Linked DNA regions of Mus musculus: regions 1, 2, 3, 4, 6 and 7 are each linked to region 5. A link is a contact called in public Hi-C, HiCAR-type and promoter capture Hi-C data. All regions are on one chromosome and are shown on one strand. Each heading gives the region's core, a stretch centred on a gene start, on an enhancer-like site or on the middle of the called end of the contact. The rest is flanking DNA. Distances are from core to core; before and after follow the strand shown. Region 1 overlaps Myo16 (myosin XVI). Region 2 overlaps Myo16 (myosin XVI). Region 3 overlaps Myo16 (myosin XVI). Region 4 overlaps Col4a2 (collagen, type IV, alpha 2). Region 5 holds the start of 3930402G23Rik (RIKEN cDNA 3930402G23 gene). Region 6 overlaps Myo16 (myosin XVI). Region 7 overlaps Myo16 (myosin XVI).

The links. Promoter capture Hi-C pulls out the DNA fragments that hold promoters and counts their contacts. A called contact is a pair of places that touch in the nucleus more often than the background predicts. HiCAR-type assays count read pairs that join an accessible place to other places.
Region 1: a Hi-C map of cortical neurons shows a contact between it and region 5, with 2.3 times the contacts expected there. The contact joins the enhancer-like site here to the promoter of 3930402G23Rik in region 5. A contact is called at or near these places in 3 of 39 promoter capture datasets (the 3T3-L1 cell line, the HPC-7 cell line and cranial neural crest), 1 of 15 datasets of contacts at CTCF or cohesin (the NIH/3T3 cell line), 1 of 484 Hi-C or Micro-C datasets (cortical neurons) and 2 of 115 datasets of contacts at active chromatin or transcription factors (embryonic basal ganglia and forebrain).
Region 2: a promoter capture Hi-C map of neural stem cells shows a contact between it and region 5. The contact joins the enhancer-like site here to the promoter of 3930402G23Rik in region 5. A contact is called at or near these places in 6 of 39 promoter capture datasets (cranial neural crest, embryonic stem cells, hippocampal neurons and 3 more) and 10 of 115 datasets of contacts at active chromatin or transcription factors (astrocytes, embryonic fibroblasts, embryonic stem cells and 3 more).
Region 3: a contact with region 5 is called in a promoter capture Hi-C map of hippocampal neurons, with 2.7 times the contacts expected there. The contact joins the enhancer-like site here to the promoter of 3930402G23Rik in region 5. A contact is called at or near these places in 2 of 39 promoter capture datasets (hippocampal neurons and liver) and 4 of 115 datasets of contacts at active chromatin or transcription factors (astrocytes, bone marrow-derived macrophages, embryonic brain and 1 more).
Region 4: a contact with region 5 is called in a Hi-C map of adipose-derived mesenchymal stem cells, with 3 times the contacts expected there. The contact joins the enhancer-like site here to the promoter of 3930402G23Rik in region 5. A contact is called at or near these places in 2 of 39 promoter capture datasets (the 3T3-L1 cell line and liver) and 2 of 484 Hi-C or Micro-C datasets (adipose-derived mesenchymal stem cells and muscle stem cells).
Region 6: a Hi-C map of stem cell-derived neural stem cells shows a contact between it and region 5, with 2.2 times the contacts expected there. The contact joins the enhancer-like site here to the promoter of 3930402G23Rik in region 5. A contact is called at or near these places in 7 of 39 promoter capture datasets (the 3T3-L1 cell line, 3T3-L1-derived adipocytes, the HPC-7 cell line and 3 more), 5 of 484 Hi-C or Micro-C datasets (the N1E-115 cell line, cortical neurons, nephron progenitors and 1 more), 16 of 115 datasets of contacts at active chromatin or transcription factors (astrocytes, differentiating embryonic stem cells, embryonic basal ganglia and 9 more) and 1 of 9 other capture datasets (embryonic stem cells).
Region 7: a HiCAR-type map of astrocytes shows a contact between it and region 5, with 5 times the contacts expected there. The contact joins the enhancer-like site here to the promoter of 3930402G23Rik in region 5. A contact is called at or near these places in 19 of 39 promoter capture datasets (the 3T3-L1 cell line, 3T3-L1-derived adipocytes, the C10 cell line and 13 more), 3 of 15 datasets of contacts at CTCF or cohesin (the NIH/3T3 cell line, large pre-B cells and pro-B cells), 21 of 484 Hi-C or Micro-C datasets (the G1E-ER4 cell line, the N1E-115 cell line, adipose-derived mesenchymal stem cells and 12 more), 23 of 115 datasets of contacts at active chromatin or transcription factors (the NIH/3T3 cell line, T-cell acute lymphoblastic leukemia, astrocytes and 15 more) and 1 of 9 other capture datasets (embryonic stem cells).

The regions. Positions count from the first base shown.
Region 1 is chr8:10,473,320-10,476,514 of GRCm38.p6, reverse strand. Myo16 (myosin XVI) reads right to left here. Exons shown (of 35, transcript NM_001319151.1): 22 at 1,739-1,891; 23 at 327-527. Among named protein-coding and RNA genes, the nearest start is that of Gm51561, 45 kb to the right of the region's middle. Within about 2 kb of position 1,829, at least 17 of the 459 cell types and tissues checked have an H3K27ac peak or open chromatin away from gene starts, as enhancers often do. A contact at or near this core is called in cortical neurons, where this site is marked.
Region 2 is chr8:10,417,751-10,420,995 of GRCm38.p6, reverse strand. All of the region lies in intron 16 of Myo16 (myosin XVI), which reads right to left. The region is part of intron 1 of Gm51561 (a long non-coding RNA gene); the gene reads left to right. Among named protein-coding and RNA genes, the nearest start is that of Gm51561, 11 kb to the left of the region's middle. Within about 2 kb of position 1,910, at least 21 of the 459 cell types and tissues checked have an H3K27ac peak or open chromatin away from gene starts, as enhancers often do. A contact at or near this core is called in neural stem cells, where this site is marked.
Region 3 is chr8:10,533,622-10,536,772 of GRCm38.p6, reverse strand. The region is part of intron 28 of Myo16 (myosin XVI); the gene reads right to left. Among named protein-coding and RNA genes, the nearest start is that of Gm51561, 100 kb to the right of the region's middle. Within about 2 kb of position 1,727, at least 75 of the 459 cell types and tissues checked have an H3K27ac peak or open chromatin away from gene starts, as enhancers often do. A contact at or near this core is called in hippocampal neurons, where this site is marked.
Region 4 is chr8:11,386,169-11,389,093 of GRCm38.p6, reverse strand. The region is part of intron 4 of Col4a2 (collagen, type IV, alpha 2); the gene reads right to left. Among named protein-coding and RNA genes, the nearest start is that of Gm46030, 48 kb to the right of the region's middle. Within about 2 kb of position 1,628, at least 35 of the 459 cell types and tissues checked have an H3K27ac peak or open chromatin away from gene starts, as enhancers often do. A contact at or near this core is called in adipose-derived mesenchymal stem cells and muscle stem cells, where this site is marked.
Region 5 is chr8:10,926,983-10,929,808 of GRCm38.p6, reverse strand. 3930402G23Rik (RIKEN cDNA 3930402G23 gene) reads left to right here and starts at 1,352. Exons shown (of 4, transcript NR_135302.1): 1 at 1,352-1,540; 2 at 1,701-1,789; 3 at 2,288-2,524; 4 at 2,814-2,826.
Region 6 is chr8:10,438,017-10,440,998 of GRCm38.p6, reverse strand. It overlaps Myo16 (myosin XVI), which reads right to left. Exons shown (of 35, transcript NM_001319151.1): 18 at 2,083-2,200; 19 at 1,295-1,366. Among named protein-coding and RNA genes, the nearest start is that of Gm51561, 9.3 kb to the right of the region's middle. Within about 2 kb of position 1,323, at least 10 of the 459 cell types and tissues checked have an H3K27ac peak or open chromatin away from gene starts, as enhancers often do. A contact at or near this core is called in the N1E-115 cell line and stem cell-derived neural stem cells, where this site is marked.
Region 7 is chr8:10,572,253-10,575,538 of GRCm38.p6, reverse strand. All of the region lies in intron 32 of Myo16 (myosin XVI), which reads right to left. Among named protein-coding and RNA genes, the nearest start is that of Gm32330, 99 kb to the left of the region's middle. Within about 2 kb of position 1,473, at least 14 of the 459 cell types and tissues checked have an H3K27ac peak or open chromatin away from gene starts, as enhancers often do. A contact at or near this core is called in the N1E-115 cell line, astrocytes and neural progenitor cells, where this site is marked.

The DNA.
Region 1 (3,195 bases), core at 580-3,079, 450 kb after region 5:
CAGAAACCCAAAGTTTATATAAGAAACCTATCCCCAAAATGTGGAGTAAAGCTATTTATGATAAGCCCAAGGCTCTTCCACTCACGCTAATTGAAGTCTCCACACACAGTGAGATAACTCCCCTGCTCAGCACACACTGCTCTGGGATATGAACTCACACTCAAAGCGAAGGCAAGCAATCTGCAAACTTTAATGACTGCAGGCTGTTCATGTGGCCTTTGAATGTGGAATAGTAACACATCCTGGAACCATGTGCTCTGACACTCCCTCCCCTTTGGTGCATCAGTCCACAGGGCACACCTTGTGGGCCGTCGCCGTCCACTCACCCTTCCTGCGTAGTGCATGACAGTGAAGGCCGCACCTTGACCTTTGAAAGCAACATTTCCATTGCCGTCCTTCACAGGGGAGTAGACTGCATTTGTGTTTGAGGATTCCAGGAGACCCTGCAGCTTTCTGGGGAGGTTTGGCTCCCCTGACCAAATCACTTGACTCTCCTCATCCAGTAAGGAGAAGAATCCTGATGGTTTCTGAAAGTCAGCAAAGGTCAAACGTTTTCTTCTGTTGCTCCACTTGGCATCCTTGACATACGCTCTCCAATTTTATTATATTCACACAGCTAACCAGAATGGGAGTGCCTTGACTTTTAACACATGTCTATGATTGCCCACGGATGCACTCTGCCACCTTGGATCTCTCATATATAACTCTTATCCTGACAACTGGGTAGCAGGAATTAGATCCCTCTGCTACAGTGTTAGGAAAACACAAATGGTTTTAGAGAAATATACAATTGTAGAGACAGAAGGTGGAAAGTGCTACTACAAGCTTTCAAAAAAACCTAGATGGTGCCTATTTGAAATACTAGTCAAGCATTTAGAAGTGATGGGTGACTTCAAACAGCATCCTATAATAGGAAACAGAAGTTACTGTTGACATGCTTGATAAAACATGCTCTCACATATATTTATTATCTCCCCCTACCATGTGTGTGTCTCTGTGTGTGTTCAAGTGTGTGTACATGTGCCTGTCCACCTGTTTGCACACCAGGGCATTCATATGCAGGTCTGAGGGTGACTTGCAAGAGTTGGCTGTTTCCTTCCTTCAGGTATGTCCAGGATGATAGGTGCCTTTACCACTAAGATATCTTGCTGCCTTACATAATAATAGAATTATAGAATTTATAGATACAATAAAGATAATGAGTCAAAAGCTTTTCAATGTACACAGAAACAATAAATATGGATATAAACATATGCTGATGCAATTAGGCCGAATTTTAATTAAAGATCAACTCAAAATCAAACTTTATATATACACATATATTTTTCTGCCAACATTTCAAAATTTAAATTTTAGGACCTTTAAGGACCAATGCACAACAAACAATGTATTTCATGGTCTCTCGGCCTATATCAGATTACAGAACTCATTTTGTGCTTTGGCCTCATGTAATCGGCTAATGAGACCTTTAGGTTTGATAAGTAAAATGGTGAATATCCTTATATGAGCAAGTTCTGATGTTTCTTGTCCTTTCAATGAAGTTGTGAGCTTTCCAACGCCCCTTCAGGCAAGGATAATTTGTGCTTCTCAAAAAATCTATTGGGGGATTATGAAGGCATTGCAGAATCTCATATACAAGGATACCTCACAAACAAGACCTTCAAAAAGAAAATTCTCTCTCTCCGGGGCACCTGAATGCAGGCATCCTGTTAAGTTTCTAATTATGTTATGTAAGTACCTGGAAGAAGAAATCCAAAACTCCAGCCTGGTTACCAGGAGAACAGGCAGTTTCCATGGCAACTCCCTCTTGTACACACTCTGTTTGCTCTTGTAGGAAAAGCACCTCTTGGATATAGTGGTGCATCTTTTCGTTGGTCAGGTTGACACAGAGCTGTTCAGGGAAGAAAACAATACAGTAGATAACACAGTCTGCTATGCAGAGCCACCTGCTAATGCTACAGCCCCCACCCCACCCCCAGTTGCACACAGATGGGGACATTCAGACTAAGTCTTCCATTTGCATGACTCATGGATCTTGCCCTGGAAGACAGCTTCGCTCAGTCACTTGTGAGGTCATATTGTCCCAATGTTCAGCATGAGGTGGGCATGTTAAATACAACAAATGTAACCACAGTGCCAACATGCAAACAAGTCTCGAGCACTCAAAAAAAGGAAAACCACTTCTAAAAGGAAGATGGATCAGGCTCTTGAGGACAACTGGAGAGAAATGCCTTTCTGCTGTGGGCTCCCAGGGAGAGGAGTGGGGCTCCTGTGTCCCCTGCTTCTGGTTACCTATTGGTTATAGGTGAAAGTAGACATAGATTTCCTCTACTAATTATATCCAGAGTAAGGGCTTTATGACACAAATAGTGTATTTAAATTGGAATATACCCTCCAATTACTCTCTTTCCAGAGAAAACAGAATGTTATCTTTTAGTCATAGGTCTTTTATTATTTCTTCTTCCATTAATTAATTTATTGATTGATTTTACATGCCAATCACAGTCCCTGCCTCCTCCCTGTTCCCCCTCATACAGCCCCTCCCTTAAGCTTTTGCTTTATCTTAAAATGTTTATATATTCCTCCACCATCTCCCCACCTCACACACAGTGCTTGGATCACACCAACCTCATTGAAAAGCGGTCAGGAGAGGCCAAAGCCCAAGACTGGGAGAATGTGCCCAAAGGGGAAGATGTCTGCCGGGTGTCACTGGAGGAGGAGGGTGGGTTCCAGGAACACAGCTGTTGAGAATTGAGCCTAACCCCAGTGTCTGCAGGAACTGGCCCTTACACCTGCCTTGCCCACATCATTCTTCCTGACTCCCTTCAGCTCCATCAGCCCCATCTCTGCTTTGCCTCCAGCCTACCTCCTGCAGGACCAAGCTGGTCAGTCTCCAGAGCCCCTTTTCTCCCCCATGTGCTCTCTGAGCAATCCTATAACTAAACTAATATTTTCTAGTGGTTCCATTTCAGGAGAAGGGACATTTCTCTTTTGTGCACTTAAGGTAAACACTTCATGCTAAAGTCTAATAATTTTATAGCAGCTACTATTTCCTAGTAACAAAATAACCTCAGTTTTCAGGGAATTCGACATTTTAAGTTGAGGAAACACAACAAGATATATTTTTGAAACAAAGTAGAATAACTTAAAATTTCAAATTCCCTTCTCTACTGGCTATTTTCATAAACATCTCTA
Region 2 (3,245 bases), core at 661-3,160, 510 kb after region 5:
CTAGCATGCCAGATGGTGGTAAACTCGTATCCCGCTGCATCCATAAGCCCAAATAAACCCTCCTACAAGACGTGTTAGCAGTGGTGCTTTATCACAGCAATCTAAGAGTGGTGCTTGTGTGGGCTCGGGTGTGGCACTTTCCACTGGAGCCTCTTGGAGGTTGCATCCCTGAACAAAACTGAGCCTCCCTCCCCCAGCAACCATCAGCTGCTAACAGCTCCTCAACAAGGGGCGGGGCTCCCCAGCAAGGGGCGGGGCTCCCCAGCAAGGGGCAGGGCTCCCCAGCAAGGGGCAGGGCTTCATGCTGGGGTTTGGTCTGGCTTGATCCTTCGCAGGTCAGTGTATGCTGTCATAGCTACTTGGTGGCCCTATGTCATTGAGGCACTGAACTGGGATACAGGCGGGACAGAAGTATGTTCCAGACCTGGCTGTATGCAGCTGGAACAGAGGTGTGCTGAGCCTTGTGCCAACTCCATGCTGAACATCAGGAAGGTTGTTTTTATGTTTTTGTTTTTGTGGTTGTTTTTGTTTTTGTTTTGTTTTTTTAATTTCAGTCCCCTAGTAACTTCCAAGTTCTGATTTTAAAGAATGTATCTTTAGCTTTACGTGCAGATGTGTAAACATATAACCTGATCCCAGGACTCTGTAAAAACCGAGGTGGTGACCCCCACATGTTTGATGTGAGCCTGAGGGAGTTCCCTAAAACACACAGAAGGAGTATACCAAGTCCCCTCGTCCCCACCCCACCCCTTCCAGGCCCTGCTGACAAACTCTTTCTCATTGCAACTAAATGAGTCCCACTTAAGGAAAAATGTTTTCTTTATCTCCTGGCTGGCACAGAAACACGGTATATTTTAGATCCCTCAGATGGTGTTCTGGCCTAGGATATGTGAGCGGACATTCTTACGGGAGTTTTAATTTCTGTTTGTACTTTTGTTGTTGTTAGCTTGTGATGTGTAGCATTAATCACGTGGCCCAATGAGAATGGAAGAAGGACCAGCAGCAGGCCTGGAGGGACTTGCTGAGAGATCCTACCCGGCCCCCTGGGGCCCTGAGGCTCCAGTGCCTTTCCACATTCAGGTTGATCCACCATCAAAAGATAGTGGGAGCAGGGGCTGTCTCTGGCAGCATCATTTGCCTCTGGACCTCTTTGCCATAGCTGGGCTACCTTGTCTTGTCACCATAGAAGAAAATGCATCTAGTCTTACTGCAACTTGCTATGCCAAGGCTGGCTAATAGCCTTGGGAAACCTCCTTTTTATTGAGGAGAAAGGGCAAAGGGATAGATTGGGGGGTTGTAGTCAGCGGGAGGAACTGGGAGGAGAGGAGGGAGGGGAAGGCGTGATTGGCATGAAAAGTAAATAACTTAAACAATAACAGAAAAAGATAATGGACTTCAGTAACTCTGATATGTCACTCATCAACTTGACCGGGTCATTCAAAGTCCTGACTCTTGATTTAATCCACTAAAGACTCTGGGCCTGATCCTGGATGAGGCCATAGTCAGGCAGCCACACAGAAGAGTGGAGGGACAATCCTGGAATCCAATGCTTCTGTGGACCTGAAAAACCTAACCCTTCCTTGTAATCTCTTCATAAGTGTGTGATCTCCATTGTTCTCTGTAGGATGCTAATAGGCAAAAGCTTCCTCAGGAGCAGTGACGGGTGGCGGGGTAGGGGCGGGCACACACTTGGCACTGAGTGGGAGCCAAGAGATCCCTGTCACCCACATGCACTGAGCGGTCTGCCTGGCCCATGAAGGAGAGAAGTATTTTGATCCCTCTCCCTAGGAGACTTGGTCTCCTCTCAACTGCACTCAACGACTGAGCATGCAGGCTTTGAGCAGGGCAAAACACATATGTGCCACTGAATATTCATGAACTGTGTTTATTGTTGCATATTCATGGGCTATAGGCAGTCCCTCTTGCTGAAGAGATTGTTCTCTAAATGCAGCCGGCATCCACAGCTCTGGCTCTGTTGCGACACAGGTGGGTTCAGCTGACAGCTCTGTCAGAGCACAAGTTTTGGCAGTGTGTTACCCAGCTAGGACAAAGGAAAGAGGTTACCTTCAGCTGGGTCCCATGACACTGTGTCCTCCAGGCGACCGAGACTGTGATCCTGAATGTCACTGTCATTAGATTTGGGGTCAACTAAGAGGCAAGCTTTTGGACCAGTTTCTGAGTGCCTTTCTAAGAAAGATTGACCAAGGTGTCAGGGCTCTCCCCCAGAGTAAGCAGCACTTCCCAGTGGTAGCCCAGACAGGATGTCAGGACGGAGGCACAGTGCTGCCTGCCTGCTTTTGCTCCTTGCTGGTGAGGGCATCCACCCTGTGGCTTTAGTGGCTGCCACCATCCTTTACTGACTTTTGAACCAAAGTTCTCCACTCATCCAAAGCGGACCAAGAATGAGTGGCTCTCCCCAGAGTCCACCCTGCCTTCTAAGCCGCACTGGATGGCTGAGGCAGGTTGAGCCTCACAGGTTGAGAAGTTGCTGCTTCTCAAGTATCGTCATCATCAGAACACAGTGTGAACCATCTATGAATCTCCCTGTGTAATACATTTTACCAGTTCTGGTCATTTAGAGAACCCTATCTAACATGAAGTCTTGGCAGTCCAGAGAACACATGGAGACTTCAAGAGAGGTTACCATGTGTTAAAACCCTAGATACGTGAGAAGGGGGCTGGGGTGTGGACAGTGCCTACCAGGGCTCAAAGGAACTCAGACTAATACAAAACGGGGTAGGGGAGGCCCCACTCCATACTCAGAGGGAAGGAGGCACTTCTGGCAGGGCAGTGTGGGTGCCCAGTGCAGTGGCAAAGGGTTCCACTTAGCGAGTGGCCGCTGCGGCGACTGGGCAGATGGGACTAGTCACTAGTATGACACTTTACTAGATCCATATAACAAGATCTGAAAGAACACACACACGCGTTATACAAACACACAAGTACATGTGCATACATGCACATATACACACATATGCACATATACACATGCCAGAGAAACACAGAAGCACACATGCATACATATATACATACATATATATGTTCACCTACACACATACATATACATACGCACATACACACATGCACACATGAAAACACCTGCACACACACATATACTTATATATAAACACACAAATGAACACATATAGTCAAACATAGACACACATAACATACATATATACTCTCACACAACACAGTCACACGTTAAAAACATACATACACACACAAGCTGTGAACATGACCCT
Region 3 (3,151 bases), core at 478-2,977, 390 kb after region 5:
AATGTCACTGCTCTGTGCCTTCGCAGTGTGGGAGCCATGCTTCAGGTGCAGAAGTTGCCCATTGCTGTCCTGGCTCCTCTGTCATGCAGCCCCTTACTAAATGCTACTTAATTTCTGAACTGATTCACAGCCCAGAATAGAATCAATGGTGGAACCTCTTGTAGCAGCAGTACATTTTTCTTTCTTTCTTTCTTTCTTTCTTTCTTTCTTTCTTTCTTTCTTTCTTTCTTTCTGATTTATTTATTGTTATATGTAAATTCCCTGTAGCTATCTTCAGACACACCAGAAGAGGGCATCAGATCTCATTACAGATGGTTGTGAGCCACCATGTGGTTGCTGGGATTTGAACTCAGGACCTCTGGAAGAGCAGTCAGTGCTCTTAACCACTGAGCCATCTCTCCAGCCGGGTAGCAGTACATTTCCAACACAGGCTTTGCTTTTGGACCAGAAGGGTCTGATTACTCTATTAGGAATAACTCGGTTTCTAACACAAGTGATTTTCTGTTTAACCTAGAAATAAAATATAAATAAGCATGATGTCTGTGATTACAACTACTCATCTTGCAGCAGGAAGAATATAGATATAGATGTCTCCCCTTGAAAAGACTGAAGAAAATCTGTCTTCCATAACTAGAGAATGCAGAACTCATTAGCAGATGTACTTGGGGGGAAATCTCTCTCTCTCTCTTTCTCTCTCTCTCTCTCTCTCTCTCTCTCTCTCTCTCTCTCTCTCTCTCTCTCTCTTTCTCTCTCTCTCTGCCTTTCTCTCTGCCTCTCTCTCTGCCTATCTCTCTCTGCCTCTTTCTCTGTATTCATCTCTCTCTCTCTGACACACACACACACATCCTTAGTTCCCTCCCTCTTGTATTTTCAACTTTATTGTATGGAGAAAAAAAAAAAAGCTCAGGCTGGGCTAGTGAGGTGGCTCAGCAATAAAGAACACTTGCTGCTGTTGAAGAATTTCTGGGTTTGGGCTCCAGCACCCACATGGTGGCTCACAACCATCTGCAATCTTAGGCTCAGGAGATCCAGTGCCTGGTTCTTGTCTCTTGCCAGAACCAGACATGCACGTGATGCACATAGATGTAGGCACCCACAAATACACATGCAAGAAAAGTAATTTTTTTTAAGTAAGGAGAAAATATATTTGTGTGATGAGATGAAAATGCTTCCCTATTAAAATATATTTGATTTTCGTTTTTAAAAGTACCAATGTGTGTCTCAATTTAATACTCTCTTCCATTGCTATGCCAAGTAGCCCATCCTGGACACAGTCCTGGTAAGACTGATGCCAACCAGCGTACATCAATGTGCATCCCAGCTTCCTCCCATGATTGACACCAACCTATACACTGGGAATCCTGATTGGGTATTAGCACTGATAGTAGCTTCCCTGCTGGGAGAAGTGTTTCAGAGTCTCTCAGCGTCTGAACACACACACATACACACACACACACACACACACACACACACACACACACACACACACACACACCAGTGAACACTGGAGAGTATTCTTTACAGAAACATTACACGCCCTGAAACCTTTTACATCATGCTATGCTTAAACCACTACTCTACAATTACCTACTTAAAACTCCCAGCAATGATTAAGCGGAAATGACCTCAGCTCCCACAATCTTGCTAAACCATACTCTCTGTGGAGCTCACACTGATGTCTCAGGCTCCAGAGCGGGGAGCTGACATCACTCTGGGTTAGTAATTTCTTCCTTTTTAAATCCAGTCTCAGCACCGACGCGCAACCATGACAACCCAGCATGAGTAAGCGTCCTCCCTCAGACGGTGACTTAAAGTCCGACTTCCACCAAGATTAAATAAGAAGAAAAGGAAGGAGGAAAACAAAGGAGGCGCTTGAGTGGTTAGAGGGTGAAGTCGCGATTTCTGTGCTTGAGCTTGGGTTCTTGTGCTCTTGGTCATGGATGAGTATACCTGTGACACTTTCTCTGATGGGGACGTGAAGGTCATGCCGCTCTCATACACATTCTGATGTGTGCAGACATCTGCTCCCCCCTGCTTCTGAAATAGCATCTCCATGTTTACCCCATCAAGGACCCTGCACTTCTACTCAGAACAATAGACTTTAAACCTGAGGCCGTTTTGCAGTAATGCATGCCTCACAAAAGCTCGCCCTCTGTGTCACCTTTGACCTCCAATGAATCCAGGATTTCATTCTCCACTCAAATCCCCTTTTCCTAAAGACAGCCAATGATGCTCTCCTGATGTCACCTAAGGTGCCCTTCCATCTCTAGTGGGTGCCCCCATGTTAGTTTGCCTTAAGTTATTTCTTTCCTGTGCCAGCTCAGTGACTGCTGCCCCGGGCGCCTATGAGACACATCATGTGTAACACGGAACACGGGGAGAAGCTCTGAAACTCAAAACTTGGCCACTTGTTAAAGCTCAAAGGGGAGGTGAGGGGGTTGGGGGAGCAGAAGAAATGCCCAGAGATTCCACACTGTGTCTACTGAACGCAACCATCACAGTTCTCACAGGGAATAGCGCTGCGAACTCATGGAAGACCAATACAAAAACCTAAGTCATATATTTTCAGTTAATATTTGTATACTACCTCAATGTTTCATCTAAAACATGCCGCAGGTAAAAAAATTGACAAATACTACAGTAAGCTTTTTGTTCCGGTCACCCACCCAGTTTCAGGGTAGCAAGACCCAGCTGTCACCTCCAAGGTAGATGTGTGGCCTGGGATGATTGAGAAGAAGGTTCGGCTTCTAGAAGCCACCTAGGGTGACTGTGAGGCAGATGAGAGACAGAGCAAAGAGAAACTGGAGTGGGGTTCATGAGCAGCTCCCCCAGCCTGCAGGCCTGGCTCCAGTACGAACAGTTTGTTTCGCTCAAGACTGCTTCCTTACTCTGTGGGTTTTTTGAATTCTTCTCCTTTTATAGTTTGGATCTTATGTGCCTCCTAAATGCTCAAGAGCTGAAGGCTTGGGTCCTTGCCTGTGACTACTGAGAAGTGGTGGTCCATTAAAAGCTAAACCTAGAAAGAGGAAGCTGGGCCATTGGGGCTGTGCTTCACCCTTGAAGTAGGAGACACTGGGACCAAAGGGGTCTCCCTCTTATTTCTTCCTCTCCCTTCCTTTCCTCTCCTGTTCTTCCTGAGTGTCATGCAATG
Region 4 (2,925 bases), core at 379-2,878, 460 kb before region 5:
ATGAAACCCCTTCTGTGCCTGTTTTGCATCTTGAGGGGGCCAGTGCAGTGCCTGGACCACACGCTTGGGGGTGGGGCTGTTGTGGTTGCAAAGTCAACTTGGCTAGCTATTTGACATGGATCCTGTCTATTTATATCCACCTGTGTGCTCCCTCCTTTAGTGCCTGTAACGCCCCGGAAGCGTCCCCTTGTCACTGCTCCGTCCTCACTCCCAGCGTGGCTCCTGGGGTGAGCTTCCAGGACACCAGAGGCCCTTTGCAGGATTAGTCAGAGAGCTTTCCTTCCCTGACATGCATGCAGAAAAGTCCACCAGCCTCCTGGAGGCTAGGCAAGCATGGAAGACCAGTCTTCATTTATCTTCTAGCAAGCAAGACAACCGAGCAGTCAGCTTGGTTAAATGGAGTCAGGAGAAATGTCTATCCAACCTCCATCCATCCACGCCTCTCTCTATCTTCTGTCAGTCTCTGCCACGTATCCACCGTCTCTATTTATCTTTATCATTGATCCACATGCCTAGTTATCTAAGTACACACGTGCGCACACACAGGTGGACTGTTATATGTCTCTTACACTTAGAAGGTGTAAAAATGGACTTTGGGCCAGTGAGATGGTGACATGGCTTGTGACAGGGAAGCCTGATGTGTGACAGGCAAGGCTGATGATGTATGACAAGCAAGTCTTATGGACCGAGTTCAACCTCTGGGACCCATACGAGAATGGAAGGAGAAAACTTATTCCACAAAGTTGTCTATGACTTTCATGAGCACACTGTGGCACAACCCCACCCCATCTTGTATATACACAGTTATAGGTTTAAAAGGGTGACTGCCGGGGGCTGGGGAGATGGCTCAGCGGTTAAGAGCACTGACTGCTCTTCCGAAGGTCCTGAGTTCAAATCTCAGCAACCATATGGTAGCTCACAAACATCCATAATGAAATCTGACACCCTTTTCTGGGGTGTCTGAAGACAGCTACAGTGTCCTTAATAAATAAATAAAATCTTTTAAAAAAAGTTGATTGTCAATGGTGCCAGAGGGAAAACAGCTGACTTATTTGTAAATCACAAATAATTCAAATTAAATTTCTTATTAAAGTACTGTTATCGTAGAAACCCATTTCCAGTTGTACAAACTCCCCTTTGAAAGCAACTGGGTGGCCTGGGTTTGCCTGGGTTTGGGGGAGGTATCTAGACATGGAATGGTTTCTAACTATGACTCCTAATTTGCTGGTGTGTCCTCAGCCTGTAACCTCTTTAAGACCAGGCGGTATGCTGATCTTGAAGTACAGCTCCAGCCTTCAGGGGTCCTTCCTCTGTGAACACTGAGGGCCACATTTGGCCATGACTCCCTAGAAAGCTTTCAACATATCTAGGGGGAGCTTTCTGGTGTGCTCAGGCCTCTTCAGCTCAGAGATTTAGGGTTATGAATAGTAACCCACTATCTGGTCTACACTGGGGAATTATGGCTTATGCGATTGTGGGAATGTACTAGCCATTCAGTTTGGCAACCATTCCTGTGATCCAAATATTAATTTTTTTTTTCATGCAAAACAGTAGCACTGCTCTGGATCTGACACACCAGACAAGAATCTGGGAGGCAGAACTGTGACCACTGTGGGCTGGCTGCAGTCTACCCAGCACAGCGATCAACCACAGTACTATCTCCTGCTGTGAAGAGCCCTGGCTGTCGCTGTCTGTTAGTGTACCTTTCCACAAAGCAACAGACAAGACAGTTCCCAGTGGACACTGCCAGTTCCCCTCAGTGTGAGTATGGCAGGTGGGTGTCCCCTGTGAGCTGGCAGGGTGGCGCATGGCCCTGATGGGCCTCTCCTGTCTCTTCTCTCTTAGCTTTCATGCAGGGATTTCTCCGTGGTCTCTTGAAACGCTACTGTCCCTCAGACCTCAGCCCAGCTCCTCTGGCTGCATACTCTGCCATTTAACTTTATATCAGAAGCACTGAACTGACCCAGAAGTGATAGCGTCAAAGGCCAGATAGCAAAAGGAAGCAACTTAAATCCACCACCGTTATACTGTTTGCTAAGCTGTATCACCTGGCAGAAACTGCTCTGGTCTGAGTATGTGAAGATCCCCAAAGCCCACATGCTGAAGTGAATACCTGTGCCCCACCCCCCACCCCCAAAGTGGCATTGAAGGTTTTGTTATCAGAAGGTGTGAAGGTTACAGGTGGATCTTCATAAACGGGTTAGTGGACTACCCTGTCCATGAGAGGACACAGGAGCTAGGCACTGCCTGGGACGCAGTGACTCCTCCCTCGACACTGAATCTGTGGTGTTCAGGTGTGGGCTGTTTGCTTTCGTGAGTATGAGTACCACGTGCGCACTGCCCATGGAGGCCAGGGAAGGGCACTGGATTCTCGGGAGCTGCAGTTACAGAAGGGTGTGGGTCTGGGAACCTAGACCAACTAGCAAGTGCTCGTTGTTTTGTTTTGTTCGAGACAGGGTTTCTCTGTGTAGCCCTGGCTGTCCTGGAACTCACTTTGTAGACCAGGCTGGCCTCGAACTCAGAAATCCACCTGCCTCTGCCTCCCGAGTGCTGGGATTAAAGGCATGCAACACCACTGCCCGGCTAGCAAGTGCTCTTAACTGCATTTCTCCAAGGCCCAAGCAATGACCTTAAGTTCTCTAGTCTGAGGTGTTTGGTCACATGGCCACATAGACTAGAACAGTGACTTAGTCACAGAGACAGGGTTTCTAAGACTCTTGAGAGCAGGGGTTCTCAGCCTTCCTAATGCTGCGACCCTTTAATACAGCTCCTTATGTTGCTACTTCCTAACTGCAACTTTGCTACTGTTGTGAATCATAATGTACATGTCTGATATGCAGGATCTCTGCGATGTGGCCTCCAAGAAGGGATCACGAATAACAGGTTGGGAACCACTGCTCAGGACCAACAATCCTTCAGAATATA
Region 5 (2,826 bases), core at 103-2,602:
GTCTGGGTGGATCCTCTGTCCTTAGCCCCCATCTCACCCACTGAGATGGTGTTTGGCTCTTGACTTTGGTCAATCTCTTTGATGGATCCTTCTAACTTTACTCAGTGTCTTGATTGTGACTAATTGATGCCTTAAGACACCAAATTCGTAACGTAGTGTACTGTTCACCAGCACAGCACTGCAGTTATAAAGCATAACATGTTTGTTTACAAAACAAATAGAGTTAAAACATGTAAGGCCATTGCATACCTGGATTCATATGCAGTTGTAGGAACAACACGAATCGACCCTGTGCCAAGTTTCTCCCAAGGGGGAGGGTTTGGAAAGCCATGGCACACAGATAGTACACAGGTTGTGCAAAGGGGCCACACTGTGGGTACCTGTACCTCGTATTTGGTTCTCTTTCCTGTGTGGGTTCACTTATCCGGTGTTCTGACAACACCAAGCCCTATCACACACACCCCCCTCCCAATCCTTCACTCCTGGAAAGTGTAATATGTCTTACACTTCTAAAATGGTTTCATTTTAAAAGTAGTGACCGAGATGGGTCTAGAGAGAAGTCTCAGTGGCTAGAAGGTTAAGCACACGATGCTATTCTTACAGATGATCGGGGTTCAGTTCCCAGAACCCACATCAGGTGGTTCACTGCTCCTTGTAAGCCCAGTTCCAGGGGATCCAAAGTTGTCTTTCAGAGTGAGTTCACAGGTCTTAAAGGACCCAAGAGGCAAGGCTGGGAATGTCGGGGAGCTGGAAGTTTCTGGCAGGGTTCCCACTGTCCTGGGAAGTGCTTTGTCTCCTTCTTGTCAGGGCAGCTTGGATGCCTTGAGAACAGCCCAGGGGACTGCCTGAGCTTGGGGAGAGCTGAGGCTCCATTGTCTACTGGCACCCCCCTTTCCTTTAGGCTTTCATCACAGACTCAGGGTGGTACTCACTAGGCCATCAAACTGTCTCCCCCTAGGTCTGTCCTAGGTTTCCAAGCAACAAGGAGATGCTTGGGCTTTTCCGCACTGTTTACGGAGGTGGACATCTGGGACGAGAGCCGAGGGCTCTGCCGTCATCAGGGCTCGGACCGACGTGCACACCCTGGGACGCAAAGCCAGCTTACCCAGGTTGGGAAATCAGCTTGTCCACAGAGCCAGATCCCCCTGGCAACGATCCCTCCCCTATAGACAGAGAAAGGCAAAGCCCCTGAGAGGAGCTCAGCGGAAAGTACATTTCATTGAGCCGGGGCTTGGTTACAAAATAGATAAACTTGCACCGTTTCCAGGCCAACGGGATTCAAGCTGCCGAGATGTTGACCAAGTTGGCCCTGCCTTCTGGAAGTCTCTGGCTCCACCGGAACGAGCTGTTTCATTGGGATAAGACCTCAAAGGGGAATGTGTGAGTGAGCCAGGAAATGAGTCGAACCAGGTCCCCCCAGAACATTTGATTGTAGTCCTGGGCATCCATCCAAATCCCAGGGGCCTTTGCCCCAGAAGAGATCATGGCTTACTGGTGACGCTGAATAGAGGTCATGAGCACAGTGTGACGAAGAAGCCAGGTGGGAGTCCTTGCTTCGATGCCCCTCTATAGGTTTTGTTACCTTTGTTAAGACGTAAATCATTCGATGTGGTGGGACCCGGCATGACTGTTTTCAGACTGTTCACAGAGCTGTGTAGTTGACACCGCAATTCAGTTTCAGAACGTTTTCCTTTTATCAGGCCAGGAGGAAACCCTGCATTCATGAAGTCACCCACAGTTCCATCTACTCCAGCCAACACCAGGATGCTTCACACCCATGGACGTGAAGGTACGTGGATTCGATCCCTTATGGGTGATTCATGCTTGCCTCCTGTGCCAGTGTGTTTGTGACTGCGTAATATTTTTGTACCTTCATTTTTAAAATCAGAAGTACAAACAACAAACGATCAAACGGAAGATGGTGGCCTTGATCATGCCAGCCCTGACGTAACAATGCCTAACTATAGATCACAATCCCTTTTGTGGCTTTGTTGAGTACCCCTTATTCGTTTATGCTGCACCTGGAGTTCACTCTCCTGCTGCTTGAGTGTGCTTGGCTAGCACTCTGGACTGTGTGTCTGCCACAGGTCTGCTTTGTCAGGTTATGTCTTTGGCTCATGAGTTTCTGAGCTCACTGTTGAGGGTTTGGGAGCATCTGGGTCTTGGGCAGTTCCAGTGAGAGGCTGATTATGCGTGTGGCTGTGAGTTCTTGGACTCAGTGTGAGAAGACTCCATCTTTAGCTTCAACTATTTGTTGAGAGAACACATCTATGTTCTCCCTCTATAGAGCTGCAGTCCTGTCACCCAAGGAACTGAACTGAGTAGCCAATGGCTCCATGCCACTGACAATTTATGGCGGAGGCAAGGATTCTACTTGGACATAGCAGGAGCAATACTAAGCCAGTGCCACCTCCCAGTGAGGCCTCCCATGGGCTCAGTCAAAGCACAGTATCATGGAGCCAAGTGGAGGACAGGCAGAGTCAGCCTGTCCTGTGAGTCCCAGTGGATTCCCTGGGTGGCAAAGGTACTACCACACGTTGCAGTTAGACCCTTGGGAGTCTCAGAGGAACTAACACGACCTCACTTTCCCCCAGATGTAGGGCTTCAGGAGCCTGCATAGAATACAGGAGGGGAGGGTGGAGCCCTCAGCACAGGATACCCAGCCTTTATGTCTCACGGGGTCAGGAGAGCAGGGTGCACAGGATCCTTGCTGCAGTAGCCTTACATTTCCCCATGAAGCTTGCAGGAAATTTGCAGACTCCCTAGTGTTGTGTTCCCTGCTCTCAGACCCGTTGTTGCCTTTCTTGCTACAGAACCAGGAACAAT
Region 6 (2,982 bases), core at 74-2,573, 490 kb after region 5:
AGAAGTGTAGGCACAATTAACCCTTTCCTCCCTGGCTTGCTTTTGGGTCATGGTGTTTTGTTACAGCAACAGAACCCCGACTAAGAACATGTCTTCAGAAAGACCAGCAGCATCTTGAGAACTCCAGGCACTTGACATAGGTGGGAGCAGAGACGTAGATGGAGACATGGCTAAGAATGGCTAAGGGGGCCTGGAAGTCTGTCCTATAGGGAGGAGCATTCTCTAAGAAAAGTGGTGTCTTGGAAAGACTGTTGCGCGCAGGTGAGAAGCACACTTCCATTTCATTCCCGTGGAGGTGAGCGACTTCCAGAGGAAAGAAAACACCAACAGAAGCTGCTGCTGTGATGCTGGACAGGAAATGGAGGGCTGTGAGGAGGGAAGCTCTTTGAGAGGTCAGAGGGACCCAACCTACTTGGTAGAGAAGGGTGAGGGGTAAGGGGAGCCAGCAGAACCTGGGGAACAGCTGGATGGATCATGGGAAAACTCAGTATGTTGATTAGCATGGAAGGGGGGATTCTAAGCAGTAGGGGTCATTAGCCAAGCATCAAAATCCCTGCAAGCCAGACCCACGAAGCAGCTGGTAAGTTCGACATAGAGTGCCCGGGGAGGCCAGCCCTCACAGCTATGAAGAGGAAGGTTGAAGAAGGGCATCCATCCTGACATTTCAGTGGATAGCTGAAGCACATGCAGGAGTGCTAGTCTCCTGTGCACGGAGCACGGCCTTGCACCAGTGGGTGCCACAGGGAGTAGGCATACACAGAGGGCTGAAGCCGCCCTGTGAAGGTAGACAGCTTCTTTACCAGTGGCTTGGCATCTCTGGTGATTAACCCCTTTTAATCTGACTACTTTCCTCCCTGAGGAGAGTAATAGTTATGCCCGCCTCCTGACCATTCTTGAGATCAGAAATGACAAACTTCGGACCATTTGGCTCCATGCCATTCCCTCATAAACACCAAATAAATGACAGCCCCCATTCTGAGCGGGGAAAGGCAGAGAGAAGGCCGCACCCCTCCCCCATGAAGATCCATGTTTTATGAGAATACATCCTCTTAGATTGATGGCTTTGTTTTTCTGAACTGACAGGTTGATTAGGAAGGGGGCTAGTTACTCAGAATGATCTCCCGGGAGCATGGCAGGGTTCCCATACAGCAGCCTTTCAGTGCTTTCTCCTGGCACTCAGTCCATGCAAACAGTTTCCCCCGTGTGGAGACAGGCAAGGCTGTGTTTAATTTCCCCATTTCAAAGAAGCCCAGGGACTGTACAAAGGTAAAAGTCAGGTTGCACAAGGACTTACCTTTAAAATACTGAATATCAGTTGTTAGGGCGGATGCCAGCTCGTCGGTCGACACTTGCAACATACCTGCCACTGAAATCAAACACAGCTGTAAATAAGAAAGCACCATGCATTTCAACACTAAGAACACTGCGATTTGTGTCCATTGTGTGCATACTTCATGTTAGAAGGAGAGCAACTTCTACTCTCTGGCTTAAACTCATCTAGAGAAATGCCTTAGTACTCCAGACACTGGTGGGATCTTGTGTCTGTCTGGATTTAGTAAGGACATATTTTCCCCTTCACCACCCTTGTAGATAGGGCTGGATTATTTTTTTCCAAATTCCTTATTAAAATAACTTTGAAACAGGTGAAAATAGGCCATTTATTGGAAGCCCGTGGTTTGAGGATATTTTTTTAAAACTAGATGTGACCATGAAAACAATATCAAACAAGAGGGGCTTTTGAACATGGTGTTTAAAGGAAAGTAATTGTGAGTTTATAATGTTTAGCTAACGACTCCTCTCCAAATACTGTGTGGACAGCAGGTTGGGGCAAAGAATATTCTAATAATATCAAATGATCTAAAGTATATGATGATACCCCTGTGCAGAATGGGACCACGAAAGCACGTTTGTCAACCACCCCCTTTCGAGAAAAGAAAGAGGTTCTCCCCTCCCCCCAAGACTTCAGACCAGCTAGTGATTGTTGCAGCCAGCCGGATTCTGTGCTGTGTCGCCATCTGCTGGCAAAACTGTGAAACTGCACCCCCAACGACTTTGCCATCAAGGTGGTGGTGCTCCACTGACCTTGTTCCAGAAGCTGGAGGTCAGAGACAAAGGCCGAGTCAGCTTCTGTTAGTGCAGTGAACTGAATGTCTCCGATGTGTAGTATCGCCGATAGGATAACGAATAGGTTTTCCACCTCCTAAGTGTTTACAGAGAACAGATAGAATAATTCAGAGGTGGGAGCTCCAAGCAACCGGGAGCATTCTGGTGGGGTTGGGCTTGCCACTCTTCAGACCCACAGTGGGAGATTCAAGAAACTGCTCAAAATCAAATCTCAGCTCCATGTGCGTTGCCCTAAATTGCTGTTCTGGTATGAATCAGTGTGTTCTGGATAATCATTATTATATATATATATAAATAGTGATTGTAGTCCAATCACTTGCAGGAAACACCCCACTGTCCCAAGCTGTTCTTGCACATGGGTGCAGGGAACAGGAGAGGAGGGCCTGGTCTGGAAGCCTGGAACTGAGGGAAGAGTGGGACCTGAAGCTGGGAATTGCCACTTTCCCATTTATAAAGTAAGCACCTGGAGGTACTGATCTCAAGCAATTCTTAGGTATAGCATTCCATAATTAACAGAAGGCAGCATTTCCCACTGGACTCTGCAAGGTAGTCACCTCTACACAGGCAAGGAGGGCCTGTGCTGTTCTCGGGGGGGGGGGGTATGATTTATTCAGTGAGGAAGACAGAGCTTTGAGTGTTCACTATAACCCACGATATAATGCAGTGAAACTGAATCAGAGGAAAACTCCCCATGGAAGGAGGAGGAGTTCTGGGGTCCCGCTTTTGTCTGTAGTGGTGCAGTGGTGTCCCCCTGCCTTGTCAGCTTGCCTGCTACTGGATATGGTTGGTGCAGAGATGGAGGCTTCTCTGCAAAGTAGTCTCAAAGAACCACAAGCCCTTGCAGGTTTTGCTCTAAGA
Region 7 (3,286 bases), core at 224-2,723, 350 kb after region 5:
ATTGGAATTTCCGCTTCAAATTTCACACCACCAGTGGAGAGTAGGCACTTGCAGACAAGGAGCATGAGTAAGCAGACACCAATCCTGCTGGTCAGCCAGGAAGCGGGCGCCATCTTGCTTCTCATTGCTAAGCAGTGTCTAGGGTACAGCATTGTACCTGTCACAGAAGCATCAACGCTTTGTAAAATGTTGAATCAAGATACCGCCGCTGCCTTTATTTTCCTGCGTAAGACAAGATGGAATGGGGAATCTTGTTGGGAGTTTGTTTTTTGTTTTTAGTTTAGTTTAGTTTTGTTTTGTTTTGTGGCATGCAAACTGCTGTGGTTATACAATGAATAGTGAACCCTAGCTTCCAGAATCAGCCTTGTTGTGGGTAGTGGGCACCCTATGGGCCTAGACTGGGTGCAGTGACTGTCTGAGGTAAAGACACTTAAGAATATACCTTTCCTGTTGAAGAACGTAAACATGAGGTATTTATAAATATTAACAAAGGTTGAGCCCCAGCGTGCACTTCCAGTTCACCCAGTGATGGGGAGTGGTGTGAGAAAAGAAAGACAAAGCATCCCAGACCACAAGGTACTTACTTGTGTAACCTATTCCCTCCAGTACACTCAAAACCTTCCACAGGCCAACTTTAAAGCCCTTCTAAAACAAACAGTATTCGAAAATAAAAACACGGTTCTGTAAGATTTAATTTATAAAATACAGACTTCCAAACTCAAAATATTCTTTATCTGAAATGTTTATATAATCGAGTAGAATATCAGAAACTTATGATGATTTCTACTTGGATTAAGCAAGCCTTAAATGAAAGTGCTACCAGGCTCTGGATCTAGGAAATATCTGTATATCTATGCCTCCGTCTATATTTAAGCCTCTATGTGCCTCTTGGCCTCTACAGAAGGTAGAGCTTCCATACAGTAGTCAACCCAGCTACTGTATGGAAGACATGTTATAGTAGTCTTCTGCTGTAATCATTTCCAAGTACTTGTTTACATCTGGAACGCTCTGGATTCACGGGGTCAGGGAATAATGAAATGAGTGTTGTGCTTTCGTTGTGTTTTAAGGGAATAACTTGTGAATCAAACTCATCTTAGCTCTGTCTGGCTCCCTTCTACTTTTCTCCTCAGACTTCTACCACACGCTGTATTCCGTGGATACCCCATCTTCCTGGGATCCTGTTCAGTGACTTTCAGTTAAGAGTCCATAAAGACAAACATGCCGGGAACTACCACTCAGAGCAATAGCGCCTCCTGGTGTCCTGGCCAAGCCTCCTTTGCCATTTGAAAAGGGCCTCACATTTTCAAAGGAAGCAACGAGAAATAATTAGCATGGTGATTCTCAGATCATCAGAAGAAAACCCTGTGGCAGTTAGCTGAAACTTTAGCTCTTACAGGGCAAAGGCAAATAACTATCTGGTCATATTTCACCTCAATGGCTTAACTGGTCTAATTCTGTCTCTGGAATTTATAGGACTGTTTACCTGTAACCCGAAAAGTACATATTCAACAGTCTTGAGTTTTCTCACCCAAGCTCTGTGACTGTTACTGTCACACGGAAGCAATAAAATATGTATTTAACCCCTCTACCCCTGGTCTTTTCTCAGGCAGCATCAAGGAAAGAATTGTGGAAAGAGCTGTACTGGACAGACCCACTGCTCTGTCAGGCTTTGTAGAGGAACACTAGGCAAGCTTATCTTTTCTCTGAGCCTCTGTTTCCCCACCTGTATTATGGGCATATTCGTAGTAGTTAACTCAGAATAGAGTGTGGGAGCAGCAGGCTGTTAAAAATGGTGCCTGAAGCCCCCCACTGCTGTTAGTCCAACATGGCTAATCTTTTCAGTCAGGTCTATGTGCCTCTCCCCACCCCCAACTCTGTGTTCTGTATTATTAGAATGTCCATGATTATTTAGCTCACAAGAAAAATCTAAAGCCTGGAATGTTGACTTGTGCCTGTTAAATCCCACCACTCTGGAAGCTAAGGCAGGAGGGTTGCCATAAGTTGGAGGTCAGCTTAGGCTACAAATTGAGACTCTGTCTCAAAGATAAACAGAAAGTGAACTATTTTAATGTACACTGTTATTCATGAAATCCTACAAGGAGGTCTCCAGAATAGTCCTGGGATAGAATTATATACCAGAGAACCGACCTTACTTCTGTACACAATTTCTCCCTTACTATTGCATAACACATTTGTGTTCAAAATACCTGCAACGGGAAATTCACTGACAGTTTAGTGCTCTCCAAGTCACCATGCTAAAAAGCAAAAGAAACCCTGTGAGCCCACTCTGCAAAACGTGCGCGCCAATCTCCAAGCTTCACAGCCATCCAGGTATTAATGGGAGCTACCACTGATGCCTGCCAGAAGGGAGACTTAGCCACACACTAGATGACTTTAGATATAAAAATGTCTTTCAAAATAAAGATTCAAGAGAAGACGATTGGGAGCCTGAGCTGTGATTCACTATGAATGGTAACCCCGGGGATCCCTCAGTAGAAAGTGGATTTTCTCTCCTGAGGATGAAACCCTGTAAGCCTTAATAATCATGTAAGCTGCTCCAGCACACGGCAGGGGCATTAAATCTCTCCCTTCCCTATCTTACCATAACCCTTTCACAGTCTCAGAGATCGCCCTGCTCTATCTCAGGGGAGCATGTCACACAAGCGTATAAACCCATTTCCCTCACAGGCTTGGGAAAATTCCATTAAGTGTATGTTGGGAACTCCTGCATCTGGGTGGGAACAGCCGAGGCTCATGTCATTAAGATTCCTGATATTACAGAAGTGATCATAAATGCTTCAAAGCAGCTTTTCTTTCCTTTTCTTTTCTTTTCTTTTCTTTTCTTTTCTTTTCTTTTCTTTTCTTTTCTTTTTTTCTTTTCTCTCCTTCCTTCCTTCCTTCCTTCCTTCCTTCCTTCCTTTCTTTCTTTTTCAGATTAGAATGTATTTTGTGAAAACTCGAAGTGGGGCTATAGATATGCTACAACTTTTCAGTTGCAATGCTGGCTGGTTGATATGACCTGGGGGAGGGAGCAGGTTCACAGGCCATGCTTGGAGGCCTGCCATGCCCCTCATCTGTTCTGCTGCCTTGAGGTTTCCCTTTGTTTTGCAGAGATCTATTTTGTTATTTAGCTTTGTGTCTGTGTGCATCTGTGCTGTAGAGGCTACGGGAGGGCTCTAGATGCCTTGGTGCTGGAGTTACAGTTGGCTGTGAGCTTCCTGATGTGGGTGCTGGAACAGAACCTATATCCCCTGGAAGAGCAACAAGCACCCTTAACTGTTGAGCC